Linked DNA regions of Mus musculus: region 2 is linked to region 1. The links are chromatin contacts, called in public HiCAR-type maps. All regions are on one chromosome and are shown on one strand. The core of a region is the stretch at or near the end of the contact, and the rest is flanking DNA. Distances in the headings are between cores, read along the strand shown.

Region 1 (4,715 bases), core at 1,899-4,398:
AGTTTCCATAATGTTCCATAACAGGATAGCATCCATGAACTGATGGTCAACTGCTCAAATTTATGAGGAACATTTTACATGCAAACCATAGCAGCTCTGTGGATTGTGGTATGAGGTTTTGATTTTTACAACTGGTGTGTGTATGTGTGTGTCTGTGTGTCTGTGTGTGTGTTGGACATGTGCCAAAGGCTAGAAGAAAACTTGTAGGAGTCAGTTCTCTACTTCCATCATGTGGTCCAGGGGATAAAACTCAGGGAATCTGGCTTGGTAGTAGATGCATTTAAGCCATCATACTGGCCATCTGGCTGATTCCTGTTCCTGATGTTATTAAAAGCCCCAGGTTTATGAGATCTAGATAGTTTTCCTTTATTCTTGGGTTGACTATAGCTCTGTCCATTATCTAATATCTGGGTTAATCCACCACCATATTTTTACACACAAAAAAGCAATGCTCACACACCTCACCCTTCTCCCGGTTCTGCACAAATCTAAATAAAGAAAAATTTCACTGGAATAAATAATATATAAATAGAACTTCAAAGAGAAATTCAATCAGTATTCTCGCAACCTTTGTAATAGTTGGTCATGTTTGTTAAGTAACTGGTTCAAGAAATGTCTAAGACTGACGAAATGGACCTCTGTGTGTCTTTCCAGAGAGGGCACGTGCGGCAGTGACTGGGAGACCCGTTCTGAATGTTGGGAGCACCATCTAACAGACTGACAGCCACAATGGAAAGGAGCCACGAGACGATAACATTCCCATGTCTCAAGCCTGTCTGAGTGTGGCTGTGACATCCCCATCTATCAATGGCCGTGATTGCTCCTCTTGCCTGCCTGCAGCACATGACAAAATCTTCAGTGTTTCAGTGTGGATGCAACAACAACTCTTCAAGGATTTTTCACAGCTTCAGGAAGAGAGCGGAACTGATTAGCTGTCTAGCTTCTTATACTGAGGAGCTCCCATGGTTTCTGTCTCTCCAGCATACAGGCAGCTATTGTTGGGCTACTCTGCCATTCCCCCATAGCCAGTTGCATGCAGTTCCTTTTATAGTATACATGAACACAGTGAAAATCAGACCCTAATCTTGTCCTTAACATTTAATGATCCAGCATTAGAATTTTGTGTGTGTGTGTGTGTGTGTGTGTTTTGAGACAGGGTTTCTCTGTGTAGCCCTGGCTGTCCTGAAACTCACTCTGTAGACCAGATTGGCCTCAAACTCAGAAATCCTCCTGCCTCTGCCTCCAGCATTAGAATTTTTTATTTGAATTCGAAAGAAATGAAATTTCCCCACATTGGGAGTTCCAAGGTTACTCCAGGAAAGTAATGCATAGTTTCTAATATTAGCACTGAAAAAGAGAAAACCAGATTTGTCATTTCTTTATCCTGAGTTTACACAGGATGTTTATCCTGACATTACACAAGTCAAATAATTTAGACTTACAAAGCACTCAGTAGCTGCTGAAGTCAGCTGGTCATTGTTGTTTCTTTCTTGTTCAGTATCATTGCTATGTGACATCACAGGCAGGACAGTGACCAGGTAAGGGCAGAAGAAGATTGCCAACATGGGCTAGAAATCATGTTGTTCATCTGAGACAAGATGGGGAGACAAGAGGGAAATCTTAACAGAAAAAGTAAAGAAAACATGAATTGTCATGGGCTGTGGACATCAGCAAGACCTAGAGGAGAAGTCCACTAGTTTCCAATGTCCCAAATGTTAATAGGTTTGGGGCATTGATATGATATGATGCCAAGGTCATGGGTCATATAGAAGAAATGAATTTTTCTATTCTTTTGATTGTAGATAATTTATCTATATTCTTTCTGACATGTTAATTTGAGGGTATTTTATATAAGCAGAAGACTAGAAAGTTAATTGGGGAAAAAAAAAGCATGCTTGACACTTTGATTACACTGTGAAGGAGCCAGAGTGATTGAAGGAGTCAGCAATGCACAGTTACTAACCGATGGTGAGTGTGGTAGGTGTGGGTGCCAGGCCTATTTTGCATCTGTGATCCAAGGAACCCGTTGTGCTTTTGTTAATGATTGTACTGGTGTGATAGTTGTATTACTCTTAAATAGAGAGCAATATACACATTATCCTACCAGGTCATCTCTAAGCTTGAACTTTAGAGTACAAGTCAGAGGAGGCATGGCATGTTTTAGATTTAGGACTCTGCCTAACAAATATCTTAAAAAAGACTTAAAAGTCTTAAGGAGGCAGATCAATTACCTGCAAATATAAACTCCTTTAATCCCAGCACTTGGGAGGCAGAGGCAGGTGGATTTCTGAGTTCGAGGCCAGCCTGGTCTACAGAGTACAGAGTGAGTTCCAGGACAGCCAGGGCTACACAGAAAAACCCTGTCTCAAAAACCAAAAAAACAAAACGAAAAACAAAAGCAAATATTACTATAAAGAAAACAGAAACATCAATTTGTGTTAGTTATTAGCATAGAATGAAAACGCCACTCTTAACTCTCACATGAATCTCTATGATGATGGAAAGGTTGTTATTACAGTGGTTTTATAAAGAGAGAACTGACAAACTTTAAGAGGAAAAAAAAAGAATAAATTCTAGAATGTTGCAATTTTTAAATTTCGGTTTCTTTTTAGTCTTACCCATTCCCCCCTTTTATTTGACCTCTTCTGGATCTAAAAGACAAAAGGAAATGCATTTTCTTTCTTCTTTTCCAGTGAGAAGACTTTTATGGATCCAGACTGGATTTAGAACAAAAGGAATTTTCAATCTAGCTCTGAATTTTTCGGATTAAAAAGCTCGAAATGTTCTGAGGTTTCCGGTTCCAACCATTTCCCTTAATGTTAGCGATGACAACTGAGCCATCCAAGGCTCAGTTCCTGTCTTCTGGCTTCTGATGAGAAGAGAAACCAGCACTAACCACAACTTAAGGGAAATGGCAGTTGCGTCGCTCCTCTTGATGAAATTTTCAGCAGTATAGGCAAGCTCCCTTGATGCTAATATAGATATGGTGGGCCCAGCAGACAGGTGGAGTTGGCAAATAAATGTTCATTTTCTCCTTTTATGACTCAATGTTATCGTGAGGGAAGTGGAGAATATTTCCACAACACAGCTGTGAAGGATTCTCCAGCTCATCTATCAAGAGAGCACAGTCTCTCACTCCCCTGCAGTTTGGTACCCAGGGGAGAGCTGAGGAGGAAGTGGAGGATTCCACTCAACATTCTTGGCTCTGGAAACAAGTAGTTTCTGAGTTTGCTAGTTCTGGAGATCAGTTGTAAGAGTCTGTGGAATCATTTGCATAATATCCCACTGTGTAGAATCCCGCGGCTGTAAAAGTAGGGATGGATTTAGCGGGTGTTTACTCAATTTGGGGTCCACTCTAAGTCATTTTCCAGCTTGTCCACCATATACTTACATCTGGTGAAAGAGAGTTTGGCATTTTCCAGAGAGACTTTTTTTCTAACTTTTGAAAACTCCAACTTTTATAGGAGTCTTGATTGTGTTTATCCTCAACTTTTCAAATATAGTGTTTACTTTGTTAAATTTCTACTATGGGGGATCATCTGAGGGAAACCAAATCCTTCATACACAAATTCTCCTTCAGTGTTTAAAGTCATCATCCAGTTCGTTAAGCTAACATTCTAAACCTTTGAATAGTCCCTCCTGGAACAGGGTCTCATGTGTATTTACTTACGGATGAAGTCACTCACTTCAATATTTAGCACACAGTACTCAGTGCAAATCATTAAGGAGTAGAGTAGATCTGTAACCATGAATGAATTGATGACTGCCCTTGTAAAGGGCCAAGTGTCTTGATGTGTTGTTTAGGTACCATTCTCATTCAGGGAACAATACTGCGCCCCTATATATAGCAATACTTTATACTTTTACTTACCTCCAGGCAAAAGAGGATTTGGGGGAAAAATATTTAAGATAAAAAAAAAATCAATTTGTCACTTTTCCTATTCAATCAGTGGCAATCTTCTTCTTTCCCACTTAACCAGATGCATATTTTAAAGTATTGTTTCATTTCCTTCATCTCCGGTATCTCCAATGAAACGCCTAGTTTCTCTTCTTTCCTGTCATCATCAACTTGTCCCTAGTACCTTCTTAGTAATTAGATGTGGCTCTAGTGGCAATTGATTCAACCTTGTACCCAGCTCGAGTCTTCTGTAAGTCTCTTAAGGCAGTTAAGTTAGTAGGAGGCAACAAGGAATAGGAGATTATAATGAGTTGAAATATCGCAATACAAAGCGAGCTTTGGTCTGTTTTTTGAGGATTGGTTCATTCTTGCAAGAGAGAGAGATTTAATGTTACTGTATCTAAGTTTCTAAGGCAAGCACATCTATGTCTTGAAGAAAGTTCTTTGATTGTATTTAGAGGTTTTTAAGTTGTTCCTCCTTAATGTAACTTCTGATCATGGGACCTCTACTTCAGAGCTACATATTCTCAAGTGCTCAATTATTCTTGTATTAATCTGAAAGACTTTAAGATGATGTTAATTACATCACATGAATGAGTATGTGACAGCTTTGCAAATGATCGTAACGCTGTGTAAAATGAAATAGAAACTATATATTTTTCCTATTAAATTTATATGTTTAAGATAATGACACAGAAATAAAATGGAAAATAATTCATGGACAATTGCTGGCAAGATGTCCCAGCAGGTGAGGTCGCTCACCTTGCAAACCAGCGCTCCATCCCCAGAACCCAGAAAGTTTTCTTCAGATCTCCAC
Region 2 (4,976 bases), core at 1,182-3,681, 450 kb after region 1:
CACTGCCTCTGTGGTCGAAAGCACAAATCAGAAGATGCATGGAATAATGGAGCAGGGAAAATACGTTTCTGTAAAGCATGTATGTTGGAATAGTTTAGCTTTAAATCACTTAACAAAGTCATTAGTTTTAGGTATTATATCCTGGTATAATACTTTAGAGCTTTAAAAGGCCCATTCATACGCTGTCTCAGAAATAATTACACAAGCAAGACATAAGTGCTTTCCCATTTCACAGATAAGAAAGTCAGGCAGAAAGGTTGCTCTCTTCTCCTTGTGTCCTCTGTACACCGTAACCATGTTACAGTGTAGAATAACCTCACTACAGACTGAAAAGAGATTCATAGCAAGACATGTTTGCAGAGGAACTGTCCAGTATGGTGCAGAAGCATGCTTGATATACAACCTTAGCTCTTTCCTAAAACGTTACTCATGGGAGTTACAGAGTTTTGATAAACTTGGAGCTGTATTTTCTACACTTCAGTCACTCCAAAATCAGGAGCCTCAAGCTGTCAAGTCTACACAAGAAACCAACTGTAGCAGGTGCTAGTGTAAACCTCCAGTTTGGGATGCGACATCTATAGCAAGAAAGACATGTTTGCTTTTGAAAGCCACCCTAGCAAATGATCCTACAAGTTAGAGCTTAAAGTAACAGCATGTAGGATTTTGTCACACTCTGAACCCCTCAACACAAAGATCTCCTGAAAAGTTCCAGAAAAGCATTCCACCTTGCTGTGGGGAATCCAGTTTCCACCTTCATCTGTCAGTGAAGTTATTCTCTTTTTTGTGTGCACCATTCTCCTGTGTCGTTTTTAGGATGCATCTTGTTGGCTTTGGCAATTCATGCATTTCATGTCAAGATCATCTGAGATGCTTATGTCAGCCAAGACAATTTTTTTTTCAAAAAAAAAAAACTCTGTTATATGACTTCCATTTCTGGGAACAGGAATATAGCGTATTTTTTAACCCTGTTCAACTCACTTCAGCCCACCCTCTGCTGTCCACCCAGTCTCATCTGCCACACCCGTAAAATTATATTTCTATCTCCCTCACACCCTCTAAGTCTCAAGCTATTATGATGGCAATTTCTAGGTACAAAGCTTTAAACAAATAACATCATTTGAGAAATACTTAAGTTTATTATGTGGGCTAGGTATGTGTTAGACGCTAGTGGTGATCCATTCTAAGACAAAATTGTTTCCTTTACATAGATACAATTACTAGAAGATAAACGTATTTTTCTGATTTCAATGGTGAAAGAGATGGAGATGTTGGATGTAGACAAAGGTGATAATTCCATTCCAGAAGAGAAATTGAAGGGGATGAAGGGATCTAAGTAAGCTTGAAAGGTGTCAGCAGGAATCCCACGAGTTTGTCCGTGAAAAAGATTCTGTGCTTTATCTCATGCCAGCCGAGAATGTGACACTGCATAAGCCTGTCCTACCTGCAAGGGTTCACATTGGAATCTCTCTTCCTCTTCTCTCTCAGAAACTGCATGGACAGTAATTCTGAAGTTTCAATCTCATCCTCTCATTTTGGTCCTTATCCTTTGGAGTTCAAACCACTGGTCTCCATGATGAAACAGTATTATCATGACTCTCTTGCCTCTCCCACATATGACACATATGACACATATGACACATACGACACTGGGGTATATAACATTAGACAAGAGAATTCTTCACAGAGCTCTTCTGGATCACCACATCTCTGTTCCAGGTATCTATCCAGACCACTGAGTAGTTCTTTAACTCAAAAACTTAATTGTTTGAGTAAAAGTTTTTTTTTTTTCAGCTGAACACTCACCTGATTATGAATTTGTTCATCTTAGGACACTTTGCAGTCTGGAATAGGCAAGAGTCTCTCAAACCACCAAGTAAAAATGATTTCATTTTTGCTGAGAGTTTGTTCATTAAATTCTGGCTTTCCTACAGTACAGGAATGAGAGAAGGAAAGGAGGAAGAGGACCACGCCTTCCATGCCTCCCTGGAGACAATGACATCACTTCCTGTTCTCCCCATTAGCTTAGAACATAAATCAGCCAAGTTTACTGCTGCACATAACAATTATCCCAAGTGTATAAATCCATTCCGTCTTCAACATTCTCCCCATTCCAGTCTGAGTTCTTTTCAGACCATCCCTTGGCACCTGTATCTCTACTTGGTCCCTTTAAAGCAACAGGCTTTTCTGCTATGTATTTAAATTTCTTGCAGCCTCTACTAATTGCCTAATTTGTCATATAAATAAGTCAGAAGCGACCTCACTGTATTAGCTCCCAGGTTGTTTACTTTCCCATTAACTAAAAAGCCTGGCAGCATCAAATTCAGACATTCACATATTCAGTTGTTTTTAAGAAGAACCCAAAGAGGCAGACCATTGGCTCCTTGGAAACTGTCTCCTTTGCATAATCCCATGAAATTATCTGCAGCACCGATAGACTCATTGCTAGCTGAGGATAAAAGAAGGTCTGAAACCATGAAGACTGGAAGTTGCTGGTAGCTTCTAGGACTGTCTGCTCGAAAATCTCTGCTAAGCTGGTAAAGAACATCTCAACGTGTGCTCCCCTTCTGAGGGGGCACATGGAAACCTCTAGTCACAGAGTGAGGGACTTCCTGTAATATGAGACTCTATCCTGAGCCCGGCCATGGCTGCGTGTGCTCCTGCTATCTCTCAGTCATACCTTTTCCTTGGTCAGCTCTTAAGTACTTCTACCTCTCTACAGACAGGAGGATGGAATAGGATTTTTAGGTATTTGTCACAGCATCCCTCCCCTTTCTAGGGCAATGGTACTGTCTCTTCAGCAACATCATGCAAATGAAAGCAGCCCTGCACAACTTCTTCAGGATGTCTTCCTCAGCTTGATGCTTTTGAGATCCATCTATACCACTCTAATAAATCTGTCTTTCTTGGTAAACAGCGTTCTCCTACATGAATGAGTTGAATGTCTCCCCCTCTGAGGATATTTCAGTTGCTATCAGTTTGGGCAATTATGAATACCATTGTGAGGGTCAGCGGATAAGATATTGTGAATGTGTTTCAGTTCTCCAAAGTAAACACCTAACACATAGGACTTCTGGGGACATATGCTCTTTAAGAAGTGTGCCAAACTACCTCCAAATAGTTGAGGTTCTTCACAGACCATGCTCAGTGACTGTGAGTCCCCGATCCCAGGCAGCCTCATCAGCTCTCAGAGCTTCCACTGCGTTCTAGCAAGTCTGAGAATTTCATTAAGGAAACCACAATAAAGCCTCCAATCCTTGACTGTCGTCCCCATCCTCACTGAGAGGTATCTGTTCAAATTATTCATTCATGTCTTACGTGGGCTGTTCTCATTGCAGTAATCATGTCCGTCACAGAGAGAAACTGTACTAATTTGTTATTAAATTCAATTTGTTGTTTTTTATGATTTGTTATTTTGATATTATGTCTAACAACATTTCGATATCATATCTAATTCCAGGTCATACACCTGTGGGTTCTTCCAAACACTCTAGATTTAGGCTTTCCATTTAATTTATGGGTTTTGTTTTGTTTTTTTTAGTTAATATTGATATAAGATATAAAGTTTACTACCTTGTTTTATTGTTTGCATATGCATGTCTAATTGTTCTGACAACAGTTATCCAAAAGAACTTTTGGGATGGAGAGGCAGCTCCATGATTGTGAGCACTTGCTGGTTTTGAAGACCCAGGTTCAATTCCCAGCACCCACATCATGCAGCTCCCAACAATTCCAGGGGATCCAAGATCTTCTTTTGGCCTCTGTGGGCACCTGTATATTCTTGGTAAACACATACTCTTACAAGAGCACATACATAAATAATAAATATATTTTTTCAAACTCCCACTTACCTATTTTATGCATTTATGTGTATAAGTATGTGAATCTATTTTTAATTAATTATTCTGTTCCAAGATCTCTCTGGACTGAAGGACTAACGAACACCTTTGCCAGTGTCACCGCTTAAACACCGTAGCCAAAGTCAGATGCTGCTTACAGCCAACTTGATTTTCTTTCAGTTTTTCTTAACTATTCAAGATATTTTGCTTTTTGATTAAAAAAAAAAAGGTATAACTCTATTTTTAGTAGCATGGACTGAATAAGCAAACATTCTACCCCAGCAAATATATTCCCAGTCCAAGAATTAGCTTTTCTGTGTTTACAACAAAATCTCTCTGAATTTTTTTGAGATTTTTCATACATATAACTACAATGCATCTTAATGATATACACCCCTTCCTCCCTCCAACTCCTCTGTGTCTCCTCAAGCTCCTCTAGTAAAATGAATGTTTTCTATTATTTTATCATTATTATTATTATATACATAAAACCTATTGAGCCCAATTAGTTAGCTCATAGATGTGGGGCTAACCACTGGAGCATCTGAGTTCAACCCTAAAGAAAACTGACACTCTGTGGTTCCCCTGGTATGCCAGCTCTTACAATCTTCTTCTATGATGACCCCTGATCCTTAGTTATCATAATTGTGTTATGATGTCCCATTTAGGGTTGGATACAACACCCTCACTTATTCTCTGTACCTTGCCCAGGTGTGGTTCTCTATAATAGCCTCCATTCCCTGCAAAAAGACACTTATGAACCAGATGTGAGGATGCCCGCTAATCTATGCATATTAGGCTGAACACTTAGAAGGCAGGTGGATGCCATATTGCCTCCTGAGAGTGACGGTTTCAGATTCTCCTATTGCATCTATGACTTTTCTACTCACCAGTTCTTGGCTAGGTTCACAGTACCAAGCATGCATTTTTTCCTATTGAGAGTCACTAAGTACAATCAGTCAATCTTTGTGTTACTCCTGAGATATTAGAGCATCATTGCAGCATTGGGCATATCTTCCTGCACCAGACATTACTCCCATAGTCAGATACATAGAGTCTACATAACATTTTCCAGTATTACAAGAGTTGGTACAAGAGCAGTCTTCCAGACCTACTGACCTCTCCGAGTTCTGTAGGTAA

Evidence for each region. HiCAR-type assays count read pairs that join an accessible place to other places.
Region 2: a contact with region 1 is called in a HiCAR-type map of fibro-adipogenic progenitors, with 5 times the contacts expected there. The contact joins two enhancer-like sites.

Annotation. Positions count from the first base shown.
Region 1 is chr5:97,690,608-97,695,322 of GRCm38.p6, forward strand. No RefSeq gene overlaps it. Among named protein-coding and RNA genes, the nearest start is that of Gm34029, 56 kb to the left of the region's middle. Within about 2 kb of position 3,149, at least 34 of the 459 cell types and tissues checked have an H3K27ac peak or open chromatin away from gene starts, as enhancers often do. A contact at or near this core is called in fibro-adipogenic progenitors, where this site is marked.
Region 2 is chr5:98,140,065-98,145,040 of GRCm38.p6, forward strand. No RefSeq gene overlaps it. Among named protein-coding and RNA genes, the nearest start is that of Gm42121, 3.6 kb to the left of the region's middle. Within about 2 kb of position 2,432, at least 2 of the 459 cell types and tissues checked have an H3K27ac peak or open chromatin away from gene starts, as enhancers often do. A contact at or near this core is called in fibro-adipogenic progenitors, where this site is marked.